Regions from separate parts of the Mus musculus genome. Here region 2 is linked to region 1. Evidence: chromatin contacts called from public Hi-C data. All regions are on one chromosome and are shown on one strand. The core of a region is the stretch at or near the end of the contact, and the rest is flanking DNA. Distances in the headings are between cores, read along the strand shown. Region 1 holds the start of 4930518C04Rik (a long non-coding RNA gene). Region 2 overlaps 4930432J09Rik (RIKEN cDNA 4930432J09 gene).

Region 1 (3,332 bases), core at 540-3,039:
AGCAGCAAAAATACTTTTTGCATAGCAACCAGAATGATCTACAGAATGGCAAGAAACTCGAGGGGGAGGGAGAAGCTATTTGCAATCCTCATATCTAAGAAAGAGTTAATATCCAAGATATGTAATGGATGCCTAAAATGTGGTGACAATCCTACAAGTCTTGTCACCTCCCTGATGTATCTGCTCAGCTGATCCTGTGTGACTGAGTGTCACACACTCACAACTGAGCTATGCTCACTGTCAATCTTCCTCCTTTACCAAGAAAATGTCAGCAGGGCCTTGGACTGTTCCAGAATCTTTGGTATTCATATCTTACATCCAACACTCCTCATCTTTTGAGTAAGTCTGGAATTTAAGCTTCTTGCAGTGTAAGCGTCTACTTCAACTCTTTAAATATGCATATAAAATATGTCTTTGTTCTAGTATTGATGATGAAAAATAACAAAAAAAATGAAAAGTTCTTTTTGAAGCTGCTTCAATACGCACATGCACCTTTTCTTTCTGTTCACATTGTTGTTGTTATTGTTGTTGTTGTTGTTTTTATAGTATTCAACAATTAAATCTGATGTGTTTTACAAACTCATTAGAAGACTGAATTTTTTTCATCAGCGTCAGTTCTTAAAAAATTCTGGAAATTCATGTTTATACAAAGCTTGGAAAAGCAGAGGATAAATACTAGGGAAACATTCCAGTCGACTTTGCGCAGGTCAGAACCCCAACATTTTTTTTTCTAACATCGTGCCCCTTGTTTATTTACAGCCGCAGATACGCGCTAGCTTCTGGTGCTGGTGGAATGAATGCGCTGACCTCACACACACATTTCTGCCAGTGACGGTTTGAAGATGATAAAGTAGTCCAGAGCAAATATCTCCACTCTCTGATAGCGGGAGGCACTTTGTGTACAAAAAGCAATGGTCTGGAACAGAGTCAAGCTCTAGAAAGCAGGACAGTCGTTTCTCATCATAAACACATTATTCCTGTCGAGTCGAAGGAGAATGGTGGAGGTAGGGAAGGCTTTGAAAACAGCATACACGTTCCTCATGACTTCCCTTGTGAACAGGGGCCTCAGATCAGCCTGCAGTGGACATCAGAGGGATTCACGTTACCCCACTGTGATGAATAATGAAACACAATGCATAATTGTCCGCAAGTTCTTAGAACCTCCTCAGACCCCAGCTACCGTGCAGAATGCATTACCTCAGGCTCCACGGGGTCACGAGGGAGGTAACCAAGAGTCGGGACGAGTAAATAGACAGTATTGTACCAAACTCCTGTCGCTATGACAACCCTCTAGAAATGCCGGACTCCCATTTTCTCAGCTGCTTTTACTGCTCTGAGGAGAAAGAACAAATGGCCTTTGCAAGCGGCAACCCTGGTTAGTCTCCGACTTTACAGCTTCACCATAGACATGCCCACACAAGTCACTTTCCTTCTCTTCGTCTCCAGCAAATATCGTCAAAATATTCTTCTCATGTGAAAGGTGCTTAATCTTTTACAAAATGAAGTAGTGATGCAGGAAATCTCATTAAATTGCATTTACGTTATAACTGATAGAGATTTTAGCAGCGCGGGCTGAATCAAACTTTCACACTTGAGGGGCCAGCGAGAGTCCTTTCTCTTCTCAGTGTGAAGGATTTAAGTAGCTGAAGGCATCTCTGTGGTGTGAGAGTCTGGTGGGAAGCAGCAGCCTGTTACCCTGACACTGCATCCAGGCGCAGGAGGGGTGTGAGGCTTAGGGGAAATGAGTGTGGTTTCATCTATTGGGCAACTTCTTGTTAATGAAAAGTATGCAGTGCGGCCCGTGCATTAGCTCAGAGCACAGAAGATTCGAGGGTCACCTGACTTTCCAGTGACGCCCCACATAACACTCTCAGCCCTCCTTAATGCAAAACATGCATGTATATTTCCTTTCTTAAAATTAGTAAAACAGTTTTTTACTTATTGCTAACTCTGCCATTCAACATAAATTATATGAGGCCGGAAAACGTTTATCTCCTGTAACTTTCTTTTTCCCGGGAGCTCAGAATGGCATAAAAGTTCAAGGCATATCTACTGAATAAAAACAAGAGTTAATAAATGAATCTTTCAACACTTTGTTCTCAGCCATAGATAGGAGGAAATACTATATATGATATAACATTATTCTTAATACCAAGTATGACATAAATTTGAAATATTTTATGAAGTAAATCTGCAGTTAACATGAGCTGTTATAATTACTCAATACCAAAATGTTCAAAATCCAGAGAAAATATAAAACTCAAGAAGAAAAATAATTCTTTCATAAAACAAGTTATATTTCCTAACTAATGAACTGTGGGGTGTGTGTGTGTGTGTGTGTGTGTGTGTGTGTGTGTGTGTGTGTGTGTTATGTGGTGTGTGTATGTGATGTGTGTCTGTGTGGTGTGTGTGATGTGTGTGTGTGTGTGTGCGCATGCGCACACACATGCACTCTCACAAGCATGCCTGCCCGTGCACTGTCTATAGACCACAGGACTACTTGCCAGAGTCAGTTCTAACCTTTCAATGGGGCCTGAGAACTGAAGTCAGATCAGGATCTGACCCAGTGGCAAGTATCTTAACTCACTGAGTTATACAACCAGACCAAGAGGATAGATATTCTTAATGTTGCTTAATATACCAGGCTTGTCATACATAGGCTTCTGCTTTATGAGCTAATAATAACATTTAAAAACCAAAAGAGCGTCTGAGAGTGTAGCTCAGTGGTAGAGCCCTTGCCTAGAATCTATGAGGTCCAATGTTTCAATCACCAAAACACACACACACACACACACACACACACACGCACACGCACACGCACACGCACACGCACACTGAAGAGGTGGGGATAAGAAGGAAGGAGAGAGAAGGAGATTGTCATTTTACATAAAAGGCAATTTCTTGTTTAGATACAACTCTTCATGAACTTAGGGATGAACTTGAGTCATGTTCATGACTGTCTTTTTTGTTTCATATTTAACTAAAATGCATTGGATGAGAATCCTAAGGAGAAACGAATGTCAGGTGAGGTAGAAAAGGGCCATCAGGGTGGTGTCCTGAGAAAAGTGGGGCCTGCAGGCAGAGGCAGCTCACCCAGATGACCTGGCTCAGGCTGCAAACTCAGATGAACATCTACATAGCTCCACAGAGGCAAACATCACAGCAAGGAGGAACAGCAAAACAGGGCCAATCAGCCAGTCATACTAAAAGCTAGCCTTCTAGAAAAGAATTTACAATGTGCATTGAAGAATATTAAGCATTATGTTGTGAGTGTTCTCTTCCTGGGTCAGTTGCACTTTTCAGATACACCTGCCAGAAATGAAGTAAGTTTT
Region 2 (3,683 bases), core at 512-3,011, 100 kb before region 1:
GTAGACACATGCTGCATCTCACCAGAAAGTTTTGTAACACAACAGTAATGTCGTAGTCAGTCTCTCTAGTTTTTAAGACCTTCATATCTGTTTTTTCCTCACGCACTTCAAGTAAACAAGCGAACACGAGGTATTAGAGGTTCAAACCGTTCATAAGTTAAAGAGTCGTGATGTAAAATAAAAGATGTAATAAAAGAAAATGACTTTCTTGTGTTTCTGCTAGAAACTTTGATATATGCTCCTATTCCTGAAAAAAAAAAAACTTCATGCCACCAATTTTCAATTACATTTATAAATTCTAATATCAGTGCATAGTCATATATGTAACTATGTATTAGAATATGGGGGCCTAGATGTCCTGCAATGTGCTTTTTTCTCAAGGTGGAAAACCAGGAAAGCAGCAACCAGTCTGAGGCAAAAACATGAGAGCCAACAAACCAATGGTGTAGGTTCTGGAGTCTGAGACCAGAGAGCCTTACTTTGTGATGGTGCAGAGCCAGAGAAGATGAATGCTTCAGATGAAGGAGAGAGAGAGACAGAGACAGAGACAGAGACAGAGAGACAGAGAGAGACAGAGACAGAGAGAGACAGAGAGAGACAGAGACAGAGAGACAGAGACAGAGAGATAGAGAGATACAGGGAGCCCTGCCTTCTTTTATATTCCTTATTATTTGAAGCTATGTCAGAACTAGATGGTGACCAGACAAATGGGCAACAGCAATTTTTCTTTCTTTAATTACTAATTCAAATGCTGATATATTCCACAAATACCTTCATAGAGAAACTAAGGAATGACAGTTTATTTGCTGAGCACCATTTAGTATAATCAGATTGACAGGAATATTACCCATATGTTAATAGTCACACTCTCTCCCTCTCCATGTTCTAAGTGGCCATTTGAAACCACCAGTCTGCTCTCCATTTCTACGCCATGTCACTGCATGTCACTGCCATGTCACTGCACACAATTTTAGGAGGAACCATGCTTTTGGGGACTGCATTGTTCACCGCCATCTCTGGAATGTATGCTTGCTCTTGAGTTAGTAGCACTATCAGGGGAAGGATGTGATCTTGTTGGAGAAGGTGTGTCACTAGGGTTGAGCTTTGATGTTTCAAATCCCAAGACAGGCCCTATCTGTCTGTTTGTCTGTCCGTCTGTCTGCCTTTTTCTCCCTTCCTGCTCCTTGTGCATGGGATATAAACCCTCAGCTGCTGCTCCAGGCCATGCCTGCCTCTTTGTCTGATACCATGCTCCCCACCATAGGCTTTACTAACCTCTAGAATTATGATCCACTACATCAAATGCTTTCTAAATCATGGCATTTCTTCACAGTAATAAAAAAGTAACTAAGACACTTGGGAACTCATTAGTGAGCAGCTCCTTGGTTTGGTGCGTTCCTAGAACACGTATACCCTCCAGTCTCTCTTCTCTACAGCTCCAAATCCTCTCATCACCTGTATATGATTCCTATCCAATTATACTTAATGTAAGGATTAGGATAATTGCATCTTCTTTCCATTGTCCTATTCATTGAAATGTCTTGACACATTTTAAAATGTACTATTAAACAAATAAAGCATTAATATATTTTGACTCTTTGTTCTATGAAAACTTTTTCCAAACTTGTATTTAAATGAAGTTTTGCTGGGATAGTTGTTTCCTATTGAAGAAAATTATTTCACAATCAATAATACAAGTTCCGTAAGTTCAAGCTTTGTGGATTTATTTACCAGCAAGATTTCTTCCACACACTGAACATGAAGAATGCACTTCATCATGTGAACTACTAATGACTTCCTCTTTGGGATGACAACCCTCTCTAATCAGCTGGAAGATGTCCAACTAAAACTAGCTTACTAAAATATACATACTTCAAACTTTCATGCCTCTGCATTAATTTTAAAATTACACTTAAAGTTAAATATATATTTGTTATATATGCATATTAATGAAAATACCCAGTTTTGTTGAGCATAGTGGCACATGTCTTTAATCCTAGAACTTGGGAGGCTGAGGCAGAGGCAGAGGCAGAGGTGACAGAGGAGGCAGAGGCAGAGGTGGCAGAGGCAGAGGTGGCAGAGGAGACAGAGGAGGCAGAGGAGGCAGAGGAGACAGAGGAAGCAGAGGAGGCAGAGGAGGCAGAGGAGGCAGAGGAGGCAGAGGAGGCAGAGGAGGCAGAGGAGGCAGAGGAGGCAGAGGAGGCAGAGGCAGAGGCAGAGGCAGAGGCAGAGGCAGAGGCAGAGGCAGGCTGACAAATAGATCATTGTGTTAGAGACTAGCCTTATCTACATAGTGAGACCCTGGGTTTTTTGTTTGTTTGTTTGTTTGCTTGCTTGCTTGCTTGCTTGTTTTGTTTTGTTTTGTTTGTTGTATTCTATGCATTCCAGAATTGAAAACCTAAAACTATTTTGAACAGAGTTATATAATCTTTTGCTTTTTTATTATTTGAACATTTTATACATGCATTTTGATCAAATCTAGCTCCATTCCTCAGTCTCTAATCCCTCCCTTATTTTTCCAGCATTATTTCCTCCAAACTCCATGGATTTTTTTTTTTTTTTATCCCATGGAATCCATTTAGTTCTGCCTGTATATGAGTGGACATAGGGTGATGCACTAGAGGCAGTGTAGCCTCTCAGAAGTTGTATTCCCTAAGGAAAACTGACTCTTCAAGCAGTCATCAATGGCTTCACAGCGTAGAAAAGGGCTTCATGAAGCTTTCTATGATCTATGCTAGGATTTTGCTCACCTGATCTTATAACATATTTTGTGCATGCAGTCACAGCAGGTATGAGTTGATATGTTCACAAAAGTATAGTACAGCTAATACAGAAATTAGTGTGGAGGTTTCTTGAGAAACTAAATTTAGTAATTTTAGTAACTATTAGGATTTTAGTAAAGACCAAGCTATACCTAAGCTATATGAAAAGGTATTCAAGTTCTGCTATAGAGATAGTTGTGCATCCATATTTGTTTCTCATCCTTTTCCATTGCAAAGAAATGGAATCCATCTGGATATCCATGAGCAGATGAATGGGTCATGAAGACATAGTCCATGTGTACAATGGAATTTTTTCAGCTGTAAAGAGAAGTGAAATTTGCAGGAAAAAAATGGATGGATCTGGAAAACATTATGTAAAGTAAAGTAATGCAGGCTCTGAAAGGTGAATTTCCTAAATGTTTTATTTCATATCTAGATCCTAGCCTCTGGCTTTTAAAAATGTGTACCCAAATGGGAGGAACATAGATATTGTTCAAGATACTAGAAAGGGCTCTGTGTGGTGATGGAGGAGGTGGTGGTGGTGCTGACTTTAGGGGAAGGACAATAATCAATGGGAGGGAGGGTACAGCTGGAGAACAGGGTACTGAGAGAAGGTAGGTTGGGGAAAATATATATGAAAACTTTGCATGGAAAACCATTACTCTGTAAGTTAAACACAAATGTGTGTGTGTGTGTGTGTGTGTGTGTGTTAAAGTTCAATTAAGAGTAAAGTCATTAAACTGCAAAATGCCTTCCTTTAATACTCTGATGCAAAGATAGACACATATATGTGAGAGTAACTTTCATCTACTTGAAAACCATAGCTTTTTTTTATTCTGTACCTATATCATAGTCTTTTCTTGATAAAATTAATTGGAACTTCGGAAGAATATTTTTCATCATACAAACAAAATGTCCTCC

Evidence for each region. A called contact is a pair of places that touch in the nucleus more often than the background predicts.
Region 2: a Hi-C map of bone marrow-derived macrophages shows a contact between it and region 1, with 2.4 times the contacts expected there. The contact joins the enhancer-like site here to the promoter of 4930518C04Rik in region 1. A contact is called at or near these places in 4 of 484 Hi-C or Micro-C datasets (LSK cells, bone marrow-derived macrophages, embryonic fibroblasts and 1 more) and 2 of 115 datasets of contacts at active chromatin or transcription factors (bone marrow-derived macrophages and trophoblast stem cells).

What each region holds. Positions count from the first base shown.
Region 1 is chr14:103,897,224-103,900,555 of GRCm38.p6, reverse strand. 4930518C04Rik (a long non-coding RNA gene) reads right to left here and starts at 1,789. Exons shown (of 2, transcript XR_383716.3): 1 at 1,198-1,789; 2 at 1-1,075.
Region 2 is chr14:104,000,744-104,004,426 of GRCm38.p6, reverse strand. The region is part of intron 1 of 4930432J09Rik (RIKEN cDNA 4930432J09 gene); the gene reads left to right. Among named protein-coding and RNA genes, the nearest start is that of Gm41238, 4.6 kb to the left of the region's middle. Within about 2 kb of position 1,761, at least 1 of the 459 cell types and tissues checked has an H3K27ac peak or open chromatin away from gene starts, as enhancers often do. A contact at or near this core is called in bone marrow-derived macrophages, where this site is marked.